Linked DNA regions of Hordeum vulgare: region 2 is linked to region 1. The links are chromatin contacts, called in public Hi-C maps. All regions are on one chromosome and are shown on one strand. The core of a region is the stretch at or near the end of the contact, and the rest is flanking DNA. Distances in the headings are between cores, read along the strand shown.

Evidence for each region. Hi-C and Micro-C count contacts between places; a contact is called where the count stands out from the background.
Region 2: a Hi-C map of seedling shows a contact between it and region 1, with 1.9 times the contacts expected there. The contact joins the promoter of LOC123412005 here to the promoter of LOC123440019 in region 1. A contact is called at or near these places in 2 of 6 Hi-C or Micro-C datasets (leaf and seedling) and 1 of 1 datasets of contacts at active chromatin or transcription factors (embryo).

Annotation. Positions count from the first base shown.
Region 1 is chr1H:394,673,601-394,680,050 of MorexV3_pseudomolecules_assembly, forward strand. It overlaps LOC123440019 (alpha-glucosidase 2-like), which reads right to left and starts at 2,241. Exons shown (of 23, transcript XM_045116615.1): 1 at 2,095-2,241; 2 at 1,729-1,993; 3 at 47-115. The coding sequence starts at 2,207.
Region 2 is chr1H:394,920,047-394,926,496 of MorexV3_pseudomolecules_assembly, forward strand. LOC123412005 (probable calcium-binding protein CML15) reads left to right here and starts at 3,651. Exons shown (of 1, transcript XM_045104964.1): 1 at 3,651-4,535. The coding sequence starts at 3,746. The coding sequence ends at 4,315.

The DNA.
Region 1 (6,450 bases), core at 991-3,490:
GGAAGCAGGAATGGGACATAACTATACGTTCATCGAAGACCCATACTCGTTTCCCAGTTCTTTCAAGTGGACCACTAGCTTCTCCTGTGCCGTAGAAAGACGTCCCAGAAGGAAGCTGCTTGTTGAAAGGATATCAAGTTAGTAGATAAACTACATACGTTCAATATTTTAGCAATATTACAGTTGCAAGGATACGGTATCAGAGGGCGTAAAGCCGTAAACACATCATTATCATGTTAAGAGATAATGCACATTACCCTCCTGAACTATGGGCTGATAAAGCATAAACCCAAATAACTTTATAGAAGAAACCCCTTAACTCTAAAAACAATTCACTTACCACCTTCTATCCAAACTTAATGTTCATTATTTGTTTGTTTTTTGAGAAAACGCAAAGCTTGCACCTCGATACATTGATAATCGAACACTCAAGACAAGAACACGACAAACAGCCGGCGGACAGACATTACAACTGACGCCACCAAACAGACCCTGGCCTAGATGCCATCCACAGAAGCACCAAGCACACTAAGCCTACCAAACCCCTGCCACAGGAAAAGAGAATCTGACTCTGCAGAAAATGGGAAGAATTGGGCCTCTTCCACTTTGGAGAAGCAAGTCGATGGCATCGTGGACTATGAGCTTCCGACCGCAAATTGTGCCGAGGCCTAGAACTGCCAATCGCCGCTCGCAACATGAGCGCTGCACCACCATACATCGCTGCGTTTTGATAAAGAAACGCTTGAAGTCATAGGAGGAATGCATCCCACATGTTGAGTTCACCTACAATCGCGCTCTCCACTCAATATCATGCAAGAGTCCATTTGAGGTGGTGTGCGGCTTCAACCCACTCACACCCCTCAATCTACTTCCACTATCATTCCAAGAGAGGTCACGTATGGATGCTAACAAACGAGCGTACATCAAGAAGCTCCATGAGTCTACCAAGGCCAACATCAAGCACCAAGTGCAACACCAAGCCGCCAAGGTTAACAAGAACTGATGTTTGACGATCTTCAACCCCGATGATCTCGCTTAGGTACACCTTCAGAAGAAGCAATTCCCAAAGCAGAGGAAGTCCAAGCTTATGCCTAGAGGAGATGGACCTTCCTAAATCCTTCAAATGACAACGCCTACAAGACCGACCTTCCCAAGGACAAGTATTCCGCGAGCAACACGTTCAACATCACCGATCTCTCTCCCTGTCACAGTGTCGAGGACGACTCATTTTCAAGAGAAGAGATGATACGCCAGGTTCCTCGGGCATCGTCATGCTAAGCAAGGAAGGACATGTTGGACCAGTGACAAGCGAACATGCAAAGGCAATCCAACGCAATATGTATATGATATATTTCTCGATGATACGTTCGAGGATTGGCTACTACCTAACTTTTCCTTGGACTGACCTAGCTTTTTCCCCCTTGTTTCCAAAAGTAACTTGCCTTGAAAGCAGCCTTTTCAAGTGTTGGTAGCAGAACGTTCTATCAATCAGGGTTTTTTTTTTTGCTGTGAAAGACCAGGTTTAAAATGAACAATTTTACAGTATCCCTAAGCATGACATTAACACAATCCATACGACACCCGCAGATCAAACACATAAAAGCACGTCGACATTGCCAAAATAATTACCACACGCGCGCATCAGCATCACATGCTTCTCTTTCTCATCCTCCAGCCAGAGAGTCACTCGCAGTAAAAGAGTAGCACGTCTGTGCGAACCACGCATACCTTAATCACGACCTTCTGCACATTCCCGGCCACCTCGCACGCCGGCACGACCGCGGGACGATCCCCGCCCTCGCGCGGCTCCTCCCGCCGCCGCGGCTCGGCGAACGACAGGCTGGGCCCGGCCGCGGAGCGCGCGCCCTCCGACGCGTCGAACCGGAACACCCCCTCCTCCAGTACGCGCACCCAGACCATCTCCCCGACGGGCGCGGCCATCGTCGCCACCACCCCCGCCGCGGCCGCGGGCGGAGGACTCGCGCGGAAGCACCTGCGATGACCTCAGCGCGGTGAGGGATCCAGACCGGAATCGCGGATCGACGCTGGAGCCGGGAGAGCGCTCGGGGATGGAGGTCGATCGGAGGAACGAACCTGAGAGGAGGGAGCCGAGGGGCGTGTGGACTGCCTCGGTAGGAGTGGGCGTGGGAGTGGGCGTGGGAGGCGAGGAGTGGAGGTGCGGCCCTCTGGGTGCACGGAGCCAGCATCTCTTCTGTACAGTGGAGCCGATCGCGATTTGCTCGTTCGCTTGCGTGGTTTCGGATTTGATAATTAATGCGGACTGGCAGTGCCTGTCTACTTTTGTCTTGGATCCAGGTGTCTGACGGTATGGGCACTGTAGCTCCGGCGTTTCTAGCTCGGCGCACGGCATGCAGCCCACCTGTCATGTGGGATAGGGTCTGTTTGGTTGCAAATAAATTTTATCAACGTGAATGCTAAAAGCATCTCTAGCAGTCCCGTATAATGTTTTGAGCTGTAAAATAGTCGTCAAAATATATGTCTGTATGAAAAAGTTGCTCGTTCAAACCCTGTAAACGTGTCGGATCTGTAAATATTTTTACGGGACACGGTAAAAAGTTCCTCCCGATCTGCAAAACACAGTTTTCGCATCCGCTTCTACTGTTCCTTATATGGAGATAAAGCAATTGGCGAGAGCGTGCCACGGAAACTTTCGCATCCGCGGTCCACGTCCACCGTACGCCGCCCCGGACGTCCCCGAACATCGGCCGACCGTCCCATGACGCCGCCCCGCTCGTCCTGACTGGATTCGGCGTCGGCGATGGAAGCTAGCTAGCTAGCTCCGGACTCCTGGATGAATTCCACGAGCGGAGCTAGCTAACTCTAGATGGATTCGTGGACATTGGAGCTAGTTATCTAGCTCCTGAATGGATTCGTGGACGGAAGAACTAGCTAGCTAGCTAGCTCCTGGATGGACTCGTGAACGGAGGAGCTAGTTATCTAGCTCGTGGATAGATTCATGGACAGAGGAGCTACTAGCTTCTCGATGGATTCAGGGATTGGCAACTCCGTATTTAGGAACAAATTTAGTTGATCATGACACGAGCGAGAGAAAGAAGATGTGGAGGAAAATGTAAACGAAAATTCGATTTACAGTTTAAGTTTAAGGGCTCTGTTCCGCCGTAGCTCGAGCCAACCCTTAAAAAGCATCTTGCGCGAATATCCTTTTTTACAGGTTTATTTTGCGGGGTCTGACTCTGCCCTTCCCCGCGCCGGCTCGTAAAACCGTTTTTTTGCAAACTATAAACGTGTTTTACGGGTCGGCGTTATACGGGTCTGCTAGAGATGCTCTAACTTCCAATATTGCAACAGATCTGCACGCACTCGGCGCCGCAGGATCGGGATCGCACGATCGCTAACGAACATTTATCTCATGGCGAGAAAAATAAAAGGGCGAGGAGTGGAATCGAACCCCCGATCTCATTGACGTGCGACACCACACTAACCATCCCACCTAGATCTCGTCGTTATCACAAAAGGCCAGGCTTCGAATATAACGTGTTGTTGCTTTTTGTTAAGATTAAAAATCTGAACGCTTCCGCATACTTCCCCTCTTGATCCCTTGATTCGTTTTAGTACCAATTTTACTGATTTTTATTTCCTTCTCTTGAAAACCATAGTACATTTGATTTTGATTTGATTTTTTTGTTCGCTATTGATTTTTCTCATAAAAAATGATGACAACAAGAATCAAACCTTGTACCTAGTGGCTCAGTCCTATTCTTGCTAGCCATCTGGGTTAATATCTCACTAGTGCTTAAATACATGTTAGGCTGCTTTTATTTCCTCAAGAGTTGCTAGTGCATTACTAAAACATACCCCGGGATGGGTGAGTTGTTGATTACATACCCCGATAACTTTCATGTAAATACATGGTAATGCACGCACGTCGTGGCTGATAACTCACGCGCAAACATCATGATAACTTTTGACCCAAGAAAATAAGTTGTTAACAAACATACACCGGTAACTTATATGAAAAATTAACATGGTAATATACGCATAATAGAGCTAATAATTTACTTAGCCGAAGTGTGGTGATTTTTTGAAAGGGGGAGGGAGTTGTTGAACCGCCCTTCCTGGTAGCTCATGTCTACTAGCATGATAATCTACGCACATTAGGTTTGATAAATTACATAGACGAGACATGATAACTATTTTCAACTTGCGGAGCCGACAGGGTTGTTGAAAAATTACATGGTAAATTATGTATAAAAAACATGATAATGCGCCCAACCAAACTAATAACCCACTCACAAACAACATGGTTGATTCGGGGTGAGTTGTTTGAAAACATACCCCAGATAACTTTTGTGTTTATGGCAACGTGCTACACGCACAGTATACACACAATAGAGCTGATAATTTACTTAGCCGAAATGTGGTAATTTTTTTTATCAGAGAACAAAGTTGTTGAACCTCCCTTCCGTGGTAACTCATGTCTACTAGCATGGTAATCTACACACATCAGCGTTGATAACTTACTTAGCTGAGACATGATAACTATTTTCGACTTGCGGAGGGGGGATTGTTGAAAAATTACATGGTAAATTATGTATAAAAGGCATGATAACATGCGCAGAACCAAACTGATAACTCACCCACAAACAACATGGTAACTTTTTGATCCGGGGTGGGTTGTTTGAAAACAAACCCTCGATAACTTTCGTGTTAATAGCAAGGTGCTATACGCATAGTGTCGCGGGTATAAGCCTGACAGTAGATGTGTAGGGTACGAAAGGGATGGGCAGAGCCTTAGCTACGGCGAGGTTGTATGAGTTCAGGCCCCTCTACGGTGGAGGTAATAGCCCTACGTCTCAGTGCTCAGGGAGCTTGTTGTCGAGTGGAAATATGGAATACAATGAGTTGCTAACCCCTCTATCAGTGGGGGAGGGTGGCTTATATAGAGTGCGCTGCCCTCCACAACGGTTCCGATACACGGGTGGAGTAGTGGGGATTGAATGCGTACGTTACAGGTAACGTACGCCCTAAATGCCAATAAATGCATCCGGAAACGTACGACCGTTTCCCTCCAGGGGGGTTGCGATGTACCGAGTGGTATCCAGTCGGTTAGCTTGATATCCTACGAATGTTAATCTCCGACTGGATGGTCGAGAACCTGTTACCGACTGGATGATGGAGACTCCTTAATTCAGTCGGAACTGACTAAGGGTCTTGTCCTTTGTGAGGGGTAGTCCTTGGGTAGGACCTACATGACAGGCCTATGACCCTACCCTAGGACTATGACTCCATCACATAGTATACATGATAACTGGCCCATGCTTTAAACTTCTCGTACTGTAGTTACCAGCCTTATCATGGTATAGTTATCATGTTGCTCGTACTATATTTATCACACTGGTCATGCCAAAGTCACCAAGCCAATTATTATTATTATTTTCTCATATGGCAGAAATAAGAAAGTTTCAAATTACATTGCTTATCTAGAGTAGACAACAACTAAAGGTGGTTGGTTATTGGGCTCAAAGTCTAATGAATAGACATGGGCTCGAATCCCCTTTTTAGCACTTTATTTTATTTTCATATTGCGTAGCCAAAAACCGGAAAAACCACTAGATTAAAAACAACAATCGGTTCTCGAGAGAAGAAAAAATTGGTGGACAATCGGTGGAATCGAACGTGCACGTCATGAGAGGGAGATCGTTCAAATCTGTCGCTAACGTCCGGTCGACTGGACGTTAGCACAGTCCTTTTATCAAACCAAAGTATGGCAAGCCGTCAAAATGTGGCAAGTCATAAAGTGTGGCTGAAAAATTAAACGTTAAGTTTTGGCAAAATTTAGAAGAAGAAAATTGACTCTATGACAAATGAACCAGAGAGGCAATAAAGTGTGGCAAGCTAGACTGTAACAAAAACGAAACACATGCCAATTAAAGTGTGGTTGTCAAATTTTGGCTTCGTAAAATATGGCTGGAAACCAAACATCCCCTAACATTGAACTTGACTAAAAGCGTAGGTTTCTAGTCAATATGAAAATATGAGTAGAGATGGGCAAATATCAATATGAAAATAAAATAAAAGTCTAATGAATAGACCTGGGTTCAAATCCCCTTTACTTAAGGGATGCTCTACTCATATTTGAGCAAAAACCAAAAAAACCACTAGATTAAAAACAGACAATCGATTCTCGAGAGAAGAAAAAAATTGGTGGACAATCGGTGGGCGTGCAGGTTATGAGAGGGAGATCGTCCAGATCTGTCGCTAACGTCCGGTCGACTGGACGTTAGCACAGTCCTTTTATCAAACCAAAGTATGTCAAGCCGTCAAAATGTGGCAAGTCATAAAGTGTGGCTGAAAAATTAAATGTTAAGTTTTGGCAAAAAATAGAAGAAGAAAATTGACTCTATGACAAATGAGCCAGAGAGACAATAAAGTGTGGCAAGCCAGACTATAACAAAAACGAAACGCATG
Region 2 (6,450 bases), core at 2,401-4,900, 250 kb after region 1:
GCTTCTCCGCCTTCATCTCAAGCATCCTCGCTTGCTTCTCCGTCTCCATCTCAATCCTCCTTTGGATCTTCATGAAGGTGTTCATCTGCTCTTCTTTGTCTTGTCGGCGCTTCTCCTTCCTTCAATCTTTCTTGGTCATCATGCCCTCCATGGTTGCGATCAAGACTATCGACGCCGCATCCCGTTTGTCCTCCTTCTTGGAGTTGGTCTTTTCCCGCGGTCGTGGCTTCTCACCCTCCACAACCTCCTCTACAGCTTCCTTCCCGCCATGCGTTGTGAGAGCGGCATATTGGAGCTTGAATTTTTCCTCATCTTTGATGATCCTCCAGCAATGAGAAAGGTTGAAGAACTTGCATTCGTGTTGGACTTTGAATAACTCCAAAGCTTAGAATGCCTAGAAATGAATTATATACAAGCATATTAGTAAATAAATATGAAATGGACGTGCAAACAAAGAGGGACGTATGCATGCATACCATGTCTTGCATGCCGATATCACTCACGGGACGTGCCTTCATGGTCTCATATGTGGCACAAAACTTGTTGCATTCTTGTTGGATCACCTTCCATCGCTTCGAACTGGACACCCACCCACGCGTGCTTTGCATTTGGTACGACGAAAACTTTTTGCGTTCGTGAAATTGACGATGGACACGAATAAAAAAGGTTGATGCCCTTTGTCCGGCGCTGACCTTGGAATCTTGTCCAATGTCCCTCCAACACTCACAAAGGAGCTTGTCCTCGGCCGCCGTGAATGCCTTCGTCTATGTGATCTTGCGCTTCGGCTGCACCCTGATGGCTTGGTTGGTGAGCTCGTCCCCGTCAATGTCCACCTCATCCTCTTCCTCGAGGCCGTAGTCATCCGGAAACACGTGGTCGAGGTCAACCTGATCTTGCATGAAGGTGGACTACATGCCAGCTTGATCATAGATCGGCCCGCCTCGGTCGTCCTGCCTTTGGGTCTCTTCGGGATCGTAGCTAGGGGTGGGCACTATAAAACCAAAAACCAAAAAACCAAACCAAACCAAACCGTATTAACCGATTTGTTGGTTTATTTGGTGGTTTGATTTTTGGTTCGGTGGGAAATTTTAAGATTGTTTGGTGTTTTGTTTTTGTTCGGTTTTTGAAGTCCAGAAATCGAATAAACCGAACAAACCGATATGTGGGATACCCCATGTAATACCTTGTTTCCGAAAGTGCAACAGTATGGAGGCATCACACATTTCTCCGCACATAATACATTTCACATTCCATGTGCTTTTTCTACTTAATTATTTTTACTAGTTTGCTCGACCGAATAAACCATAGAATGATATTAAGGTTGCTAGAACTTGTGATTACCTTTTTGCATATTATACCATCCAAATCAGTGCTCTCGAATCATTACACTTATACTAACAAGTGCATGAATTTTGGTTTTTCGGTTAACCGAGCAAACCGAACCGATATATTATGGTTAATATAGTTCGTTTTCTAAATTTTTAATGACTATTTCAGTTTCTATTCCTTCAAAACTGAAATTATATAGAACCAAATAAACCGAACCGTATTAACCATATAAACCGAACGCCCAACCCTAATCGTAGCGAGCCACAGCCGCGGCGGCACCGCCAGCGGCCGCCACATCACCCTCGAAGATGATGTGCACACAGCGGTAATCACGTCATTGACGGCTGCCGACATTCCGTCGAACGGGTTGCGGGCGCCGGAGAGCATGTCGGCTGACATCTCCCGCGCGCGTTTCCTTGGCCCACCGGATGATGAGCCACCGGCTACCGGTGTGGCGTTGAGGTCGACGGGCACGGGCGCGAACGCGGGCGTGGAAGGCGCCACCACGCTCACCTCCAGCGAGCATTCCTCGGAGAGATGGGACGCTTGCGGGTAGACGTGGAAGCCGGGAATCTGGTGAGTCATCGACGCCGGGGCGACTCTGGCAGCACCATTCAAGGAAATACAGATGAGCATGTGCTAGCCGCGGCCACGATGATGTTGACGACCCGTGCTGGCCAGGGTTTAACCCTAAGTACAATAGCGCCTCCCTCGTTGCTGTCGTGACACGTGTAGCGGTATCCTCCCGCTACGCTACGGCGGCTATGGTCGCGACGGTCTCTGATTAGTCCCTTGCGTCCATTGTGTGCCTCCGTCCCTTTTTCTTTGTCGACTTCCTTGCCAGCTCCTTCTTCATCTTGGGCGCGGTGGTGATCTTGGGGGGCGCGAGGCTTGCCTTTGCGGGAAGGGGTGGTCGTGATGTCGGACAAGGCGAGAGAGGCGAGGCTGGCGGCATCGAGTCCGTCGTCCATGGCGAGCGGCTGGGAGCGCGCGGGCGAAAGGGTTTTGAGAAAGCGGAGGGAAATGGGAAGGCTTTGCCACCGACCGGCGGGTCAAGTGAGTAGTTTGCGCGCGACACGCGCGTCCGTCTCGTGTCCACGCCGACGCAAATCGGTCTTAAAATGGATAGAAAATGGATTGACATGCGGATGAAAAAACGACACACGTCAGTTTTGATTGATGCGTTGGAATGATTTTTCTGTCCGTTACTATCGAAACGAACGTGCACACACAAATCGGTGCGTTGGAGTTGCTTTGAGACACAAAAAATAGAGAGAAAAGGAATCAGTGCTCCACACGCACCCGGTGATTTTGATGCAATCCTTTCGTCATTGCGTCCATGGCAACTAGTCACCGCTAGGCAGAAAGCAACCCCTTGTTGATGCCCCCCACCCGTTGGATCAACACGTCACTTGCAGCGGCCTCGCCGTTGGTGCAAACGACGGGCGGGCGGGCTTGCTTTGCCGCTCCTCCCCGTCGTCCCGTGCAGTCATGTCTCGCGACGCGACCTATCCATGACGACGACTACGACGTGACATGAACATGACCATGACAGAGCACCGACTACTCTGTCCTCGTCCCACACACAACGCCAAACCAACGGGCCCCCCGGCCCCCGGTTTCGCAGGCACCAGCCGAACGCGACGCGACCCACGGCCTCCACGTCGCGCACGGACGGCGACGCGGCAGCGAGCCATAGGACGCGCGGAGCACCTAGCCAGCGCCTGCCGCCGTGGGAGCCGCTGCCGCTGCCACGGACGCGATCGCGGCCACGTAGGCCGGTGGTGTTTTGGGCGCGCACGGCCGGCGTTCACCACCATATCGTATCGTAGAAAGTCTGCGATGCTGCGTGTGGCAAACGAGGCTCGGCGACTTGGCTTGCACCGCACGCGTGGTCGTTCCGAAAAAGAAAGAAACAAAGGAGTCGCGATAGGTACCGCCACGGCAGCCGAACGCGCTCCCGCCGCAAAGCTCCATCCATCCAGTATTCAGTCGGTATTCCCCCGCCCCGCCCCGCCGCGCCGCAAAAACAGGGGCGCGCGTCCACCATGCATGGCATGGCAGCCCTATCCGTAACGGGGTAAGCAAAGTCCAACGGAAAAGACGCGCAAACAATAGCAAAATCCGTCCGCGCGGCTCCTCCGAAAGGTTAGGCGCCGGGAAGGCTCCAGACCCCACCTGTCAACCCCCCCTCGCCCCCTCTCACGCGCAACAGAATCCTTAACGGCAGCAACAACCCAAAAAACGCGTCCCCCTCCCTCCCGCCCTCCCTCTCCGCGCGCCTCGCCTATAAGTACGCCCCGCCTCCCGACCTCCACATCGATCCTCATCAACCCGCCTGTTAACCTCGCACAAGACAAGATCATCACCCAACCCCAAGTTTCCGTCCACCCCTCCATCCCGCAGCGACAACACCATGGGCAAGATGCGGTCACTCTTCTCACGGAGCCGGAGCGGCAACGGTGGGAGCCGGCGGTCCACCTCCTCCTCCAGGTCGTCAGCGCCGCCGTCGCCCGCGCGCGGGGCCTCGAGGGAGGACGAGATGGAGCGCGTGTTCCGCAAGTTCGACGCCAACGGCGACGGCAGGATCTCGCGGGCGGAGCTGGCGGCGCTCTTCGAGAGCGTGGGCCACGCGGTCACCGACGACGAGGTGGCGCGCATGATGGAGGAGGCCGACGCAGACGGCGACGGCTACATCAGCCTCGCCGAGTTCGCCGCCATCAACGCCGCGCCCGACGCAGCCGTCGAGGAGGACCTCCGCCACGCCTTCCGCGTCTTCGACGCCGACGGCAACGGCGTCATCTCCCCCGCCGAGCTCGCGCGCGTGCTGCGGGGGCTCGGCGAGGCCGCCACCGTCGCGCAGTGCCGCCGCATGATCGAGGGCGTCGACCGCAACGGCGACGGCCTCGTCTCCTTCGACGAGTTCAAGCTCATGATGGCCAACGGCGCCGGGTTCGCCATCGCCCAGGGCAACGTCCGCGCCTGAAGACCGTCCGTCTGTTCCTACATTCTTTTGCGAGACCGTGTAAATACGCCCGACCACCCACCGCCAAATACTTACTTACTACTACTAGCTTTATACATAGTCGCAGATCACACCAACATTATCGGTGTGCGATTAATTTTGATGTATATATGTTATCGGAATTGCTGTATCGACGCTGAAGAATAATCCTCTAATGTCGAATTTTATGTGCACTTATCTATATTATTTGCCATCAGATTTCCAAATGCCCATCAGCGGTTCTTGCTGTTGAATGCTTCCACAACTTCCATTTTTTTGCACTTTTATGTCTAATTCTAGATAGTAACACCAGCCGGATTTGTCAGTTATTATGATTAGTTGTCTATTTGGCGTCAGATTACTTCCACTTTCTTTCAGTTTCATGCCAAATTCCATCTGTAACACGCGGCCGGATTACTTTCTTGAAGTGATTAAGAGGGAGCGAGCTTCATGTGAACTTTTCTACTCCTATGTACGTACCTGATGCAAACCGAGAGCCGTGAGGATTTGATAAATGAAAGGGACATGTACATGTGTCCCAGGCTCGCTGGCTGCCGTTGTTTTCGTCAAAGACAATCATTCTGCCCGAGTAGAGTATATAAACAACAAAACCTCTAGTAGTTGTAGCCCAAACCTGCAATGCATCTGATGAAATTGACAGTTGAGCTAAAGCTGCAGTTCCAAAAACAATGACACGACGCCAAGAATCTCAAAAATAATTACAGTACGTCCTACCAACAATACTTGAGTGCCAAGTGCCATGATGATACCTCGTTCGCTCCCGTTCCTAAATATAAGTCCTAAATATACTTTTTTTAAGTTTCCATTAAAAAACTACATACGGATGTATATAGATATAATTTAAAATGTATATTCGTAAATATTTTTTGTATGTAGTTCATTAATAATATCTTCAAAATATATATATTTAGGAAGGGGGAGTATCGTGTTTGCTGTCTTTAGGACATGCACAGGACGCTACCGCGCTAGGACCGGACAGACAACCCACGACCTCCCCATCTTCAGTGAGATCACGCAGCCGCCAGGACAGATAACCCACGAGCTAGCTAGGCAGCTAACCCCTCGTCTTCAGCAACATTCCTGTAGAACATGCCTTCAGAAAGGTCCAGCTCTCTGGTTTCCCTTCACCCAAAAATAAATAAATTCCCTTGCTTTATTACAGAGTCCCGATATTTATCATACGTGTGACATATTAGACATTCGTTCATACACCGTGTGTGGCATACGCAGATGCAGTTCTCATGTGTCATCTGTCGACGAATATTAGAATTGTCCACACATGTGGGCGCAACTACTTGCCACACACCCAACAAATACTACTTATCTCCATCCTGTGCGTGTGGCACGAAGCAAATTTGTTCACATGTCCTGACGCACCTACGTTAGTTACCCGCGGAATGACACTTTAGTTACCTCCAGGGACGAAGCCAACATGCAAGCATAGGGGGGCAAGTTTGTTCATGGAGGGGCAAAGTTCATATAAAATAAAAAAATTAGCTACAACAACAATTATTATAGTAGATAAATCAATTTGTTAGGGGCGGTCTAGCCGACCCCCCCCCCCCCCGTCCCCCCCGTCCCCCCCCTAGAATCGTCCCTGGTTACCTCCAAAGATGGTAACTTTAGTTATCCGGGATGATAAATGTAGTTGTAAAAACATGATAACTCTCTTTGTTTTGATTAATTATAGTTACCCGCAAGGTGACATTTTAGTTATCCGAGGATAGTTGTTATGTGTGTTTACCTAGTTGTCACGTATGGTACAACCATAGTTGCCATGTATGGTTAATTATAGTTGCCATGAGTGTTTACCCGGTTGCCACGTACACACAAATGCACTTGTCATCTAGCAACGAATCATAGTTGCCACGTTTGTTTACCTAGTTGTCACATACGCGCAACTGCACTTGCCATCTAGCAACGTATGAGCGTCGTGTGGACGAAGAGCGGTTCGCCCACAACGCGTGGACTAGGTGGTGAATGTGCGGATAGAAACTGATTCACCCACACGACGCAGCTGCAACCGTGCGTTGTGGATCGCGTGGGCGAACTCTCCAACGTCCACACACACGATGATGCCAACGTGGCACTGAAAT